3 separate regions of the Mus musculus genome follow, and all the other regions are linked to region 1. The links are chromatin contacts, called in public HiChIP or PLAC-seq maps. All regions are on one chromosome and are shown on one strand. Each heading gives the region's core, a stretch centred on a gene start, on an enhancer-like site or on the middle of the called end of the contact. The rest is flanking DNA. Distances are from core to core; before and after follow the strand shown.

Region 1 (4,750 bases), core at 1,284-3,783:
CATTTTAAGAGAAACCCACAGACCCTTGGGATCAGCAAGGGGCCGAGCTTCAAGGTCTTTGGTCCAAGTATCAAGTGAGGTGAGAGTCAAGACCCAGTGTGCCGCAACAGGCAGCAGGAAGCTGCAGATGCAGGAAGGGTCCCACAACGGCAGACCCTGAGGCAGGAGCACAGTGAGAGCAGTCTGAGTCGGTTCCCTCCAACCTTAGTGGCCTGGTTAAAGCAAGTGGACTCTGTCCCAAGGGCAACAAAGTTACAGAACCCTTGTGCCAACATCAACATCAGATCTCTGCATCAGAAAGCCAGCTCTTGTTGACTCCTTCGAGGTCACAAACCACTTTGGACAAACCAATGAAAGCTACAAAGGCTGGCTTTAAAACCTATAATACACGCACATCAGGGCCATTTAATGCAGAAAGGCAGCAAGATGAGCAGAGTGCAACTAGCAATGGGGCAGTGAGGTGTGCAGTGTGGGAGCGCTCATGCAGATGTCCAACAGGGGGCAGTGAGGGATGCAGTGCGGGATGCTTCTGCTCACGTCCAGCAGTCCTGAGTCGATACCTAACAGTGCTTCTGCTTCTTATTCATTTGTAAGAGGAAAAGTCTGAGCTGGTTGTAGTGGCACACACCTTTAATTCCAGCACTCAGGAGACAGAGGCAGGTGGATCTCAGGGAGTTCAAGAATAGCCTAGACTACATAGTGAGCTCCAGGACAAAATAGAGACACTTGTATTTAAAAGCATGACCCCCTCACACATACAAAGAGACAGACAGACAAGATCTGTTTCCTAGACTGACCTCTTTCCCAGTCCCTCCTAGACAGGTGGGACTACAGGGCGAGCTTGGCTCTGCTACTCATTCCTGTAGGGAGTTTCAATCTTTTGTTTTGTTTTAGAGTCAAGGTTTCTTTGTGTAGCCCTGGCTGCCCTAGACCTCCCTCCAAAGACCAGGCTGGCCTTCAACTCAGAGATCCTCTTACCTCTGCCTTCCAGGTGCTGGGATTAAAGATGTGTACCAACACCGCCTGCAATCTCAGGTATTTTACAACAGGAACAGAAGAACTAAGACTCTTTCAGACCTTATAAAAACCACTCAGCCTTTGTAAACCTGTTCGCTACCTATAAATTGGGACTTCAGCAAAGATTTAGGATATTTTAATGTCAAACAGTCTACTAGTTAAAAACAATGACTCAAACTTCAGGCATCCAGGACCAGAATGCATAGCTCTGCCCTACAGCTGTACAAGCTGAGGGTAGTAGTTCAGTGGTAAGGCGTTTGTCTTGCACGAGTGAGGGGTCCAATCTCCAGGACCCATAAAAAAGGGAGCTAGTAATAACCTTCAAATAAAAGTCTCAAAGACTGAAAAGTTGGATGTGTATACCCCTTAAAACTGCCTGTCAGGTAGCAAGCACAAAGCGTTAGGTGCTAAATTTGTTATTATACTGTCACTACTGGGTAACCATGCAAAGAGCCACTGAGGTGGCGGGGTGAGGAAGGAACTTGGGTAACAAACCGAGCCCACAGGGAGTGCAAGCAGTTACTTTTCCTAGATGTGTGTTCTACCTGCCCCTTTCCTGGTGACTTCTCATCACCTCCAACACACGCCATCTCATCTTTAGACAGTTCAACTATTTCTTCTACCAAAGGAATCCTCCTTGCCTTGTGTTTCAATCTGCCTTATTAGTGTTTTTAAGATGGGGGGGGATTGTTTTTTATTTCTGAGACACCCCTTCATCTAATCCAGGCTGTCCTCCAACTCCTTGACTGAGGCAGCAAATGTTCTGCCTCAGCTTCCCAAAAGCTGGGCTTTGTCTCCATTCTGGGTGCAAAGTATGTGGATTGCTCTGCCATCAGCCTGGCTCCCTCTCTCATACCTGTCCCCACCGGGTGTTTTCTGCCTCTCACTATTCCTACAGCAGAGACACTATTTGTCGCTATAAACTGGCTCCTATTATCCCCTCAGTATAGCCTGGCCAGAATACCAGGTTCTTCCAAGAGTTCCTTTCTCGTGGACCAAGGATGCGACGGCTCCCTTACTCGTTATTATTTATCCTCTTGTTTAATTCCATTCTGCATTTTCCCACCTAGAAATTCCCAGCTCTGGTCCTGCCTTTCCAACTGTTTCTCCCTCTAACCAGCAACTTCCCTTGGTTTCAGCATTACTCCAGGACCCACCCCTTCCTTCCAGCCTCAGCCAATTTTTACACAGAGACAACATTTGCATTTCCCTCTGGTCCCCCTAACCAACAGGCAGAAGTCTATCCGACCCAGGACACGCCCATGCCTCACCTTGCTGGTAGAAATCCGAGCAGGAGCCACTCAGCCTCGGGTCCCCTTCTTCCCTAACGCGAACACGCAGTATTCGGGGACAGACCAAAAGCAAAAACAGGCTATTTGGACCCGCACCGAGAATTCTGACCGGACCGGACGTCAGGATCGCTGCCCGCGACCTCGCGCCGTCTCGGGACAGCAGTGCAGACGACGAGGACCGAGTCCAGACCCTACAGACGCCGGTCCAGGCCTCCGCTTCCTCTGCCTGAGCGGCGCGCGGGCCGGAAGTTTTGCCCGTTCGGAGGGTGGAACCGGAAGGAACCATCCGCGCCCACGGCGGGTGCTGGCCAGGCTCGGCTCGACCCAGCCGGACGCCGCTGCAGCCACGACATCAGGAAGCTCGCACGAGCTATATACTCTCTCATAATGCCACGTAACTTTAGTACTTGGGTGTTTTTTCTTGTTTGTCCTTCGGGCCCTAGGCTCGTTAAGAGGAACCCCCCCTCCTTTGGACGAGTCCATTCACTCCCACCACCGAGAACGTTGTTTGGGCTGGGACAACTCACTTCCGCCATCGAGACGAGAGGGACAGAGGGGACGGATGGACTCTGCGCTGCCCCTGGTGGCCAGGCGGAGTCGGCGGCGGAGAGCCCTCCCCTGCGACCCATTGTGGGGGCCCCCATTCGGAGCTGACAACCTTAAGACAAGAGAGATCCCGAGATCAAGGCCATAACATCTGAGAGGCGCCTGGGGATGAGCGCACGCCGGTGTGCTGTAGGATACTGAGCGGATGGTGAATCTGTGTTGGCCCAAAGTGCACAACAGTCCGGGTTCACTGAACTCAGACCCACAGGAAGATTTTGAAAAGGGAGCTTAGTCTCCCTGAGTTACCTTCATACAGAAGCACTACCTGATGTTGTGTCATGACCGAGCAGGTGGCAGTCTTGTCTTTAACGATTGCGCGGTTGCTCCTCTAACGTTACTTATCCTTTCCGAATCCCCATATAAACAGGGAGCTACTGTGAGGAATCACAAGCGATACTTTTGTGATCTATAAGGCGCCCTATAAATATAAATGAAGTGTTCCTGCTGAATAATCTCTCGGAGCGTTTTTAGTTGTCTATTTGTTGATAAGCCCAGAGCGCACAGGTTTGGTCAGTTGCTTTTAGCGCCTAAAGAGCGCGCACATCCCTAACTTTCAACAGGGGGCACTCCTGAGTTGTTTAACGTGAGCATTAACATGCGTGATTTCCAAACACATTTCATCTCCAACGCAGTGATTGTCTTGTATCTAGCAATCCTACAAGGTGGATGGAAATTTGACAATAAAAGAGGCTATGTCACTTACTTAGATCACTAAGTAGAAGAACCTCCAGTTCAAACCGGTTCCTTTTACCAATACAGGGGCTCACCTGTCTGGCTTCTCCTGCACAACCGGCCGTACACACTACCATTCTTTAACACATCTCACCCACAAGAAGGAATGTGTCAGATGTACCCCACTTACTGTGTGGAAGAGAACCTCCTTGATTCATGGTATGTTTGCCAACTTCCAACTGTGTCAATTTCAAGCTACGGGACACTGCTGAATTCGGAGTCTAAAGTGGATAAAGAATTATACTACTAGTTGATCTAAAGGAATACAATGGGCTCCTGAGGATTAAAACCAAAGGAGTGGGGTGTCAAACCCAGGACATTGTGCATGCTAGGTGGATTCTCTCCCACTAAGCTACAACTCTAGCCCAAGCTCAAGCTGTCTCAAGCTCTTTGCTGGCACTAACCTAAGGACACCATTCAGCCTTGATAGCCACCATGCAAGTACTTCAAAGGCCGGGCAGTGGTGACTTACCCACAACTGTGCTTTTCACGTGAGATAAAATATTACTCAACAGCCCCAGTTACAGATAATGAAACTGTGACTCAGTGGTGTGCAGTACTTTACTGTCGGTTAACTGTATGTGACACCCCCCACTTGCCTGGAACACCCCCAGACACTTGTCCGACTAAAGGTGTTTCTGGGGAGAGCAACACTGAAAGTGGCAAACTCAGTAAAGGGGATGGTCCTCCCAGAGTGGTGGCCACCGTCCACTCACATACTCCTCTGCCTGAACACAAAGGCTCAGTGCCCTGTGAGGAGTGTGCTTTACTGCTTCAGGGCGGGGGTATTCGTCCTTTCTCCAGGCTCTGGACTGAAGCACTCAGACTCAACCTAAACCTTCAGATCTCCTGGCTCTCGCATTGCTGACATCAGCTCTTGGGCTGTCTCTATAATGACATAAACTATCCCACGTAATAAACTTGTAATAAATATGTCATCCCATGTGTGCGTCTGTGTCCGTGTATCCCACTGGTTCTGTGTCCCTGTAATGACACCTGCCAGGGCCACATAGCTGTTCTTGACTCACTCTTCCGATGTTTTTACTCACCTTATTGTTACTTTGTTGTTGTTGTTGTTGCTGCTGCTGCTATTGTTGTTGTTA
Region 2 (4,750 bases), core at 1,435-3,934, 110 kb after region 1:
TTTTATAACACTAGTTAAGATTCCTAAGACAGGTCTTAAAACACACCATCTACCCAGTGGATGCTGTTTCCAGGGTAAAAATCCTTGTCCTGGCTTTTTACTAAGCCCCAGTTTTGATGAATTAGTAGACACCTATCTCTTGCTGCCCTCACATGGTGCTCACATACCAGGCCTGAGAACTGCCTTGGTCTGTCACTTCTCCAGCCCACAGGAGCTCTGTATAGGAAATGCAGGGGAGGGGAAAAAAAAAATCAACTTCTTGTTATCCCAGCCTCTACTTTCCCAGAAGTGACGTCTGACTTTAAGCCTTTTGCAACAGTGGTCTCTGTAGCATGCACTATTGGCAACTAGATGTATCCCGGAAAAAACTGCAGTGTCTGGCCAAGAAGTTTGAAGGCCTTGGAGAATGTTTGCTGGACACACAACCAAATATCCCATTTACCAAAAAAAGAGCCCAACTCCCGGTTATACCCACCCACTGCCACCCCAACAAGCATCCAGTTTGGGGAGGATACAAAAACAAACCGTGTTCAGAACCAGTTGGCTTACCAATTAAACATTCTTAACTATGCTAGCAACAAGGCAAGCCCACAGACAGACACCAAATCAGCAGGGAACTGACTGTTTCAAAATCTTGGAGATGCTAGAGGCAGGATATGAATTTCACTGGAGGGACTTAGAGATTTATTTATACACACATAACACGACAAACCTGAAGACGGAATGTCCTTATTTTTACCACCCTACTAGGGAAACAGCACTGTCACAGATCTCGAAACATGGCCCACAAGCCCCAGAGAACATTCTTATTTATGAAAATCACTCTCTCCCCACAAATGTAAGGCTGTTCATCCACCTTCGGCGGGGTTTACCAGTCTCTGCCGCCGCCGCTCAGTTACCTGTGACAGAGCAGCAGCAACACAGGGAACTCAGCACAGTGCCTAGCAGAAGCACTAGCCAGTGAACAAAGACCCCGCCGCCGACGCACAAGCCCCGCCACTCTGGAAGAACACATCAAAGACGGGGATAGTGAACTTGGTTTTGAGACTCCAAAGTAGCATGGTGTCTTCTACTGAGGGTCTGCGTTACTAAACCAAGACCCACCTGAGCATCTCGTGTGTGTGTGTGTGTGTGTGTGTGTGTGTGTGCGCGTGCAGATTAGAGCCACAGACAGACAGACAGACAGACAGACAGACAGACACACACACACACACACACACACACACACACACACACGAACTTCCATTGCTGGAAGGTTGGGGGCGGCTGAGAAGCCAAAGCAGAAGGCTTTGTACAATGGGAGCAGCAAATACAACCCCTAATTGTCTCACCATATCCATCTGTGGGTCAATAATCACTTCGATGCAACTGCCAAATATAACCTTCTTCTGTAACCCCAATGCCAAAGCACATTTGAGAATACTACCAGATGAAATATTTTAGGGTTTCACCGGCTCTTCCCAGCCTCACAAGCCTCATAAACAACACAGCCGGTGTAGTGTCCCACAGAAACGTCTCCACCTCTGTACTGGGAAAGGTGGGGGTGGGCCTGGCCACACAAGGCCCTTAAGGCTGGAAGGTAAGGGGTGTGTGTGGAGGGTGGGTGCCGGGAGGAGGGACTGTGTGTCAAGGCAAAAGTACTGACCAAGGGCCAGGGAGACGGTCCAACCGTGGGGGTCTTTAAATAATTGGGGGTGGGGGGGTTGGAAGCAGTTTTCAGGATCTCACCTGAAAAGCATCCTCGGAGTGATTAACTGAATGGGCCCCCTGGGGCGGGGTGGGGGAGGTGAGGAGGCATGCAAACACACATACACCTAGATTCAGATTAACAGCTGGGGAACTAGGTTTTCACAGGGTTGGAATGGCTCTGAGGCCAATCTCCAAAAAGGTTTAGGGGCCTGCTCGCCCCATTTCCTCCAAACAGCGTCTACAGGCATGGATATCCGAGGTGGGTGGGAGGGGGGTGCCCTGCAGAACCCAAGGAGCTGAGCGAAAGAAGGGGGAATGTGACTCCGGTGCCTAGACCATCAGGGTGGCAGGGGAAAGAGGGTAGGGGCACCCCATGATGAAGGGAGGCTTAGAGACCCCTACCCTCCTAGCCTAGGGTACGCATAGGCTCTCGGCAACAGAACACATCGGAGAAACAAGCCCCCCATCGTCGAACCCCACAATCTTGGCGGGAGAAAAGGCGCCCCCAGGAGCATCTGCTGGCAGGGAATAACCCCCCTCGCACGGACGCGCTGAAGGGCAGGAGCCAGGGACCTCCACATCTCGAGGAAGCCTGGGGTGGGAGCGGAGGGTGCAGGAGGCGCGACCCCCTGGGCGCCCCGGTCGGGCTCCGTCTGGAAGAGCGCGCGGGTCCCCAAGGCTGACCCAGCGCCACCCCGGCCCTCCGCGCCCCCCGCCCGGCCATATTGCGCGGCTGGGGAGGGGGCGCGCCCGAGCCCCACGGCGAGCGCGAGGCCTCGCCTGGCCGTCTGTATCCCGCGCCCCCCCCCCCCATCCCCGCCCCGGACTCACCCTGGATCCCCCGGGGCCCGGACCCGCCGCTGCCGGCGAGCAGGAGGACAACAAGGGGGAAGAAGGAGGAGGCTCCGGCCGACTCCGCCATAGTAACCGCCGCCGCAGCCCAGCAGCGCCCAGCGCGCGCGCGCGCCCCCGGCGCCTCTCTCCCTCCCTCCCTCCCTCCTCCCGCCCGCCCGCGCGCGCCCGGCTCCTTCGCTCCGCGCCGGCACGTGAGCTCCCGGGAGCCGGTGCGGCCGCCGCCGCGCGCGCCCCCGAAGGGCGGGGCCGGGTGCGCGCGTGCGCCCGCCTTAAAGGGGAGGGTCCCTGTTAAAGGGGCGGAGGCTCTCGCCTCGGCCAACCTCGCGCACCCGTGCGGAGCTGAGCCGAAAGCGGGGGAGGCCGGGTCCGCCGACCGACAGTCTCCCTCCTCCCTCCGCGGAGTGGCCGCGCCGGCGCCCGTCCTCCTTCCTTCCCCCAGCCCCGACCCTCCGGCCCGTTGTGTCCCGCTGGGTTCGTCGCCAGAGTCTCCTGACCGGCGTCCCCTCGAGGCTCCCTCCCGCTGCAGCGAGCTGGACACAACTACCTGTGCGAGCGAGCGTCTGTGTTTTCGAAATGTAGCTAGGCTGGCACGGCTGACAGCCTTGGTGAGGGTGCTGGCCAGGTAGAACCATTTTGGGAAACAATGTGACAGCACCTATCAGACAGCTTCACAAAACGCATTGCATTTGCCCGGCATTTCCTCCTGTCTGTCTTCAGGAAATAATGAGGCTAAATATTTACGCAAAATGTTCCCTTGCTTATTTATCATTGGAAAAAGCTGGAAACTAGAGAAGCAATCATAGAAGCTTAGATAAACTGTGGCTCACTCATGTGAAGGAGCACTAGTGATTAAAAATCGGTTTACAAAAACTAATGGCGCGAGGAAATGTTACTCCATGTTAAATGAAAATGTAAACACCAACCTTTACAATAAATTTTTGTGGATGATATGTATGCATGTATGCGTAGGAGAAAAGGGAACGATATTACTCAATATTACTACTAAGGTTTTCAGTTTGTTTTTGAGACAGAGTCTTATTATGTTGTCCAGGCTGGCCTCAAACTCACTGAGAACTGCCTGTTTCTGCTTCTCAAGTGCTGGGTCTAAAGGTGTGTGTGCCACAGAGGCAGGCTGAAATAATTTTTTGTTTCTCCTTTAAGTATTCCAGTAACTTCTAAATAGTTTCCAGATAAACATTACTTTCAAACCTAGTAGGAAATACTTATAAAAGGCAAATGATCCCGTATCTTTCTGAAGAGCTCACAAGAGACTTTGGGATCTGTATTCTGCTTCTGATAACCAACTAGGAGAAAACAGGCAACATCTTAGCCTTTCAAAGTCATAGATAGTTTCATGTGTGAGACCAAGGGATAGAGAAGACCGTCAAGAAGGAGGGAGGGAGGAGAGGCAGGCAGATCTCTTGAGTTCTGGGACAGTGTGGTCTACAGAGTGAGTCCCAGAAGAGCCAGGACTACTCAGAGAAACCTGTCTCAAAAACAAACAAACAAACAAAAAACCCAAACCAACCAACAAACAAACAAAGGTGGGGGGCGCTGTTCTGACATCTTACCTTATAATTGTCTCCAACACAAAGAACCCAAGGAAAACAGGACTTCTGGTCTCATTCCCCAGGTACAACACACAAACACACACAAGTAGAAAGTCAAACTGGTGCTTAGTGCATAGCTGGGTAAATAAACACCACCATTTTTATTCTTTTTACCCTCAATCATGACCTGCCCCCCAAAAGTAGCCTACTTCTCCAAGTCTGTCTTACTGGTCTACCCAACTATGCTGTATCTATCCTCCTTTAGGCCCCCAGCTGTGGTCCAACAGTACTGAGGGCCACTGGACCAAAGTTGGCATTACATAACAAATTTATTCTCTGTTTACTCTGAAGCTTAGAAACCCCAAATCACTTGGCCACGTTCCATCAAACTCTTCAGAAATGACTCCTTCCCTTTGAGCTTCCGGTAGTTCCCAGAATCCTTGGTGCCCCATCTTCACATGGCAGTCTTCTCTCCCAGCCTGTGTCTCCACATCCAAGTCTGGGGAGATGGCTTAATTGGTAAAGTGCCCACTGTGTTACTACAAGGACCCAAGTCCAGATCTCCAGCACCCAGATAGAAAACAGGTGCACAGCTCACATCTGTGAGCCCTAGCAGTAGGAGGGCAGGAACAAGCAGACCCCAGAGTCTCACTGGC
Region 3 (4,750 bases), core at 941-3,440, 86 kb before region 1:
CTATCTGAGCTCAGCAAAAGTAGATGCCCTTCCAGTCTGAGAGGGAAAGCCTCTGGTCAGAGACAACCTGTTCAAATGGGTCTCAGGGATGCCAAGGAGAGGGAAGTAGAGCCAGAGGAGGTTAGGGGTCATGGGAGGACTTCCTCAGGAAGGACCAAGAAGTAGGTGGGGCAGAGCTGTAGAGTTTGTTTATTTGGGGCTTTTTTTTTTCTGCTGTTCCTGTTTGGCAATCACAGCCGTGGCAGTCAAAGTCACCTCAGCACCCAAAGAGAGCTCGGAGCCGGGGGGGGGGGGGTGGCAACAGATAGCTCCCATGTCCCACCCAGTAGCCATTCTTCTAGGGAGTCAAGAGCATCCCTAAGGAAAGCCCCCAGAGACAAAGGCCTCCATGTCGGCTGGGAGTGACCACTGACTGTGACTTACCAAGAACCTGTCAAATTCAGTGGGACGTGACAGGCTGAACTGAGCGTTAAGAGGAACCGACCTGACCAAAGCAAACAATAAGGAGACAAAACCAGCTTCGTTCTTGGTCCCCCGCCCTTCCGGTGGCTTCCAAAGTCACCATAAACAACCAGTGCCCTGAGACCAGGCACGCCACCCCACCCTCTGTACTGAGGACAGTGAATTCATTTGGCATATGCCTTAAATGGAGGCAATGGTAAGGACAGAGAGAACACTCAGGCCGTACCAAGCGCAGATGCCACTGGCTGCCCCCTCAGAGCACTCTGGGCTGACCAGGAAGGGTATGCCACTAGATCTGACAGCATGCCATTCAGATACCAGAAGAAGACGGTGGGAGGTTGGGGCGGCCATACCAGACACACCAGGCTGCTGAGTGGGGTACATATAGCATGCCACAGAAGTAGGGCATACATTGTCCTGGGAACCCAATTACCCACGGTAGATCCTGGAATCCAGGATCCAGACAGACTCCTGATGCAGAATTCTGTATCCAAGTGAACCAGAAGTGCCCATTCATGGGAACCAGGCCTGGACCCCAGGCAGGTGTAGGTCATGTGGCTCAACCATCATGCCTGGTTAAAATGTGTGACTGCCTCGGTCCCCTCAAAGGCCGAGTCCCCTTGGTTTTTACAGACACACCCTTCTCTGAGCTCAGGGAGATTATGCTGGACCTAGCAGGGTGGGTAAGAAGAGGCCATCTCTGGATAAGGAAGAGCAGGCCCTGGCTGAGCACTGGGCTGAGAACCTTTGTAGTTTCCAGAAATTCCTTGGGCACCTTGATGCCTGTTTCCGTACCAGATTTTCCATGAAGAAGGTAGAAGCTGTACGGGTAGCCATGGAGGAGGAACGGGAAGAAGAGTGAAGGAGAAGGCAGGGCAAGGAGCTGGACACCTGGAGGCAGAACTACAGCCAATCAGAGACCCTCTTGGCCCCTGGAGCGGGGGGGGGGGGGGGGGGGGGGGAGAGGACTCTGAACCCAGGCCAGCTGTTTGGAGTGGGTCCTCTACTCTGCTTGTGACTGAAATCTTAAGCCCATTTTTCAGATGAGGGTAAAATACAGCCACATAATTGAGGTTTTCTACCAGTGGGAACAACCAAGCTGACTCCGCACGCAACCCAATGTCACGTCACGTTTCAAAAACCAAGAGCTCTAGGCCTCGGTCATGTGCTTCCTGCAGGCCTTGAGTCAGTGGGGTGCACTCGGCTGGTCCTCAGTAAGGGAGAGAGGGCAAGAGGGAATGGGAAATTAGCAGGGGACACTGACAGATGGATAAGATAAATAATAAGGGGGCTGTTTTCCAACAACAGCCTGGCATGGCGCCCAGGGCAGTCATCACCCTTGGAGCTCAGGGCTACACTTGCTTCATCTTTTCCAGAAGTATGCGAGCCCAGATACGTCAGCCTTTCGGTATGCAGCGTGATCTGTGGCTGGCTGCCCGCCTTTCTCCCTGCTCCTTCCTTCAGAACTTCGCCTTCTTGGCACTGACCACCCGGCCCCACCCTGCCCCACCCAGCCAGCCCGGCCGCAGGCCCCCTCCTCAGTCAGGCCCCTCTTGCAGGGGACTGTGACAAGCCCCTTCAACAAGGCAGAGCCCCTGTAGGGCAGACAGAAAGCTGTGGTACGGGGAGGGCGGGAGCCACATCATCTAACTAACAGGTTGGTCTGGCTTGGAGGAGTCCCGCCCTCCTGTAGCTAATGAACACTATGCAACAGGTGTTTTCGCCTCAGTCCCCAGCCGGCCCTGGATGTGACAGGAGGCGGCTGCCAGCCACCAACTCCAAATCTCCCTAGCTCACTGGTGAGCCCTCCGGCTCCCAGGCCCAGGGGGGCCACCATGGCCTACCGCTCCTGCGTCGTTGGCTTCAGCAGCCTCAGCGGCTGTGAGATGACCCCTGCGGGCAGTCCCCAGCCTGGGACCTCAGGATGGGGCAGCTGTGGGCTCCCTGGGCCTGGCTTCAGCTCTCGAAGCCTCACAAGCTGCAGGCCAGCTGGCACCATCCCCAAGGTGACTGTGAACCCCAGCCTGCTGGTGCCTCTGGACCTCAAGGTGGATCCAGCTGTTCAACAGCAGAAGAATCAAGAAAAGGAGGAGATGAAGGCTCTCAATGATAAATTTGCCTCCCTGATTGGCAAGGTGAGCTAAGTGGGAGAGGGCACCAAAACAGAAGGGCCCCAGGCTTTCCAGGTGACCTGGCTGGTGGTTCCCTGAGCATCGGTCATGCCCCGCCCCTGATCCCAGCCAATGGGGATGCAGCATGGCTAAACCTGCAGAGATGGGTTAGGGAAACCTGATACATCCTGGTGTCTGGGGTGAAAGGAACTTCAGGGTGACTCTGCGGGGTACTGGATAAGGGTGCACTACCTGGCTGGGGATGGGAGGGCTCCGTGTACCCCTGTAACAGTCAAGGGGTGCTTCTCGGGATGGCCTATGGAGGTGTGGCCTGCTGACTTCTGCCCAGGTGGGTGGATGGGAGATACTGCTAAGATGCCCTCAAAACCCCAAGCCTCTGTACCAGCATCTCCCTCCCACCCTGCTGGCTTTCCCCATTCATCCGTAGAGCCACTGTTCTGGCAGGTCCAAAGGGGTGGGGGTGGGAGCGGGGGCAGAAGGAGGCTGCCATGGAGTTTGTATGAGTAAAGACGCAACTTTGGCTTGTCAGGAGAAAGGAATGTAGAGGACTGTGTCAGAATCCAGCCAGCAGCCAACAGTTGGCCTGCTTTGCACTCACCTAGGTGGAAGGAACAGGCCCCTAACAACATGGCCCCCACACTTCCTAGACTCACTGCCTGCAGCTAGCCTAGGGCTTCAGGAAGTCCTGTCTACCTTCCAAGCCTGTGCCCACTCAACCACTCCAAGAAGCCTCTGTGAACAATCCTCCCAGCCCTGCTTCCTCCTGTGTCAGAGCCGCACTGACTGAACTACACACTGGTGTGCTAGGCACCACAGGGCACCTCACAGGTTCACCTCAAATCCCCTTAACTGTAAAGAAAGACATCTCATGACTTTGCGCAGAACAGGGAACCCTGGCCAGTCCTTATCTGCCTCTTGGTTTCTGAGTCTGCAAACCCTTGCACATTTCTGGGGTCCTGAGCTGTGGGGGTGTACAGACAGACAGGCAGTGAGAAGAGAGTGCCACGTGTGGCCTGGATGCCTGAATGCCACAGGAACGTAGCAAGGCGGCGGTGGGCCAGTGCTAACTAACATCACTACAAACGTTGTTTTCCCAGCTGTGCAGATGAGGCAATAGGACCAGAGAGACTCATTGCATTGCCCAGAGTCACAGAGCCAACAACTGATACGGTTTATATTTAAACTCAGGTCTGTGTGTGTATGATGTGTATGATGTGTATGTGTGTATGACAGACAGACAGACAGACAGACAGACAGACAGACAGACAGACAGATAGACAGAGACAGAGAGAGAGAGAGATCTGAGGCAGAAATGGTGTCTTTCCCTGCCTCTTCTGACTAGTTCAGAGTCTCCTCATTTACATCCAAGATGCCCACATTGGGGGAGGAGCAAGAAGACCTTTCCACAGCTGCAGATGGAACCCACGGCCTGAGAGGTAGGCCCTGCAGAGGTGCCTCCTTGACAAGCCTGGCTAATCCCTTAAAAGGAGTGCTTCGCTGAACTATGTAATTTGGCTCCCATGGGTGGCTTTTCTCTCCTTCGAACGATTGCCAATGCTGATGTCACTCTGTGCCACTGCCATGGGCACCGGGTGGGAACCGTGGGTGTGGGCCCAGGGAAGGAGCCCTCACAGTTAGGGTCCTTGAAGGTCCTTAGCAGAACTCAAGCTTCCTAGCTCTCAAAGTTGGCCTTGAGGTGGGGTGCCCATCACTGTAGGGTACAGGGAACTATGGGTTCCAGCCCTGTGCTAAGCAGAGGCTTGGGAGACCCCAAGGGACTAAAAAAGTATTAGAACCCTATTTCTGAGTTTGAACCCTGGACCCACCACCAGTCTGCTGTGTAACTGCAGGCAACCTGCTGAACCTCTCTGGGCCTCAGTGCACATCCATGTAATGGGTTTCTCAATCAAATGGGACGACTTTTGAATAGTAGTTGGAACACATCTAGCAGATAGTGCAAGTTTTCTGAGCAAATAAGCCTCATTCAGGGAGCTCCTAGCCACACACACCGCAGGCCCGAAGAGGAAGGGAAAGGATGGGGAGGGGCCATAGGGCAAGGCACAGCCCAGGCTTCAGAGAGAAGTACTGGCAGGGAAAGCACAGAAAATGGATTCCAGGCCCAGAGCAAGGCTGGGATCCTGAGCAGAGAAGAGGAA

The links. HiChIP or PLAC-seq counts read pairs in DNA pulled down with a chosen protein or histone mark.
Region 2: an HNF4G HiChIP or PLAC-seq map of pancreatic cancer cells shows a contact between it and region 1. The contact joins the promoter of Acvr1b here to the promoter of Atg101 in region 1. A contact is called at or near these places in 13 of 39 promoter capture datasets (the 3T3-L1 cell line, 3T3-L1-derived adipocytes, the SN4741 cell line and 9 more), 2 of 15 datasets of contacts at CTCF or cohesin (the NIH/3T3 cell line and embryonic stem cells), 4 of 484 Hi-C or Micro-C datasets (CD8 T cells, cerebral cortex, muscle stem cells and 1 more), 9 of 115 datasets of contacts at active chromatin or transcription factors (the HPC-7 cell line, double positive thymocytes, embryonic stem cells and 5 more) and 3 of 9 other capture datasets (adipose tissue, liver and pancreatic islet).
Region 3: a contact with region 1 is called in an HNF4G HiChIP or PLAC-seq map of pancreatic cancer cells. The contact joins the promoter of Krt80 here to the promoter of Atg101 in region 1. A contact is called at or near these places in 2 of 484 Hi-C or Micro-C datasets (the C10 cell line and muscle stem cells), 1 of 115 datasets of contacts at active chromatin or transcription factors (pancreatic cancer cells) and 2 of 9 other capture datasets (adipose tissue and pancreatic islet).

Annotation. Positions count from the first base shown.
Region 1 is chr15:101,282,084-101,286,833 of GRCm38.p6, reverse strand. It overlaps Atg101 (autophagy related 101), which reads right to left and starts at 2,533. Exons shown (of 3, transcript NM_026566.2): 1 at 2,289-2,533.
Region 2 is chr15:101,172,006-101,176,755 of GRCm38.p6, reverse strand. Acvr1b (activin A receptor, type 1B) reads right to left here and starts at 2,684. Exons shown (of 9, transcript NM_007395.4): 1 at 2,521-2,684. The coding sequence starts at 2,611.
Region 3 is chr15:101,367,602-101,372,351 of GRCm38.p6, reverse strand. It overlaps Krt80 (keratin 80), which reads left to right and starts at 2,190. Exons shown (of 9, transcript NM_028770.3): 1 at 2,190-2,597. The coding sequence starts at 2,298. All of the region lies in intron 1 of Gm35853 (a long non-coding RNA gene), which reads right to left. It overlaps Mir1941 (microRNA 1941), which reads right to left and starts at 3,000; the gene lies at 2,918-3,000.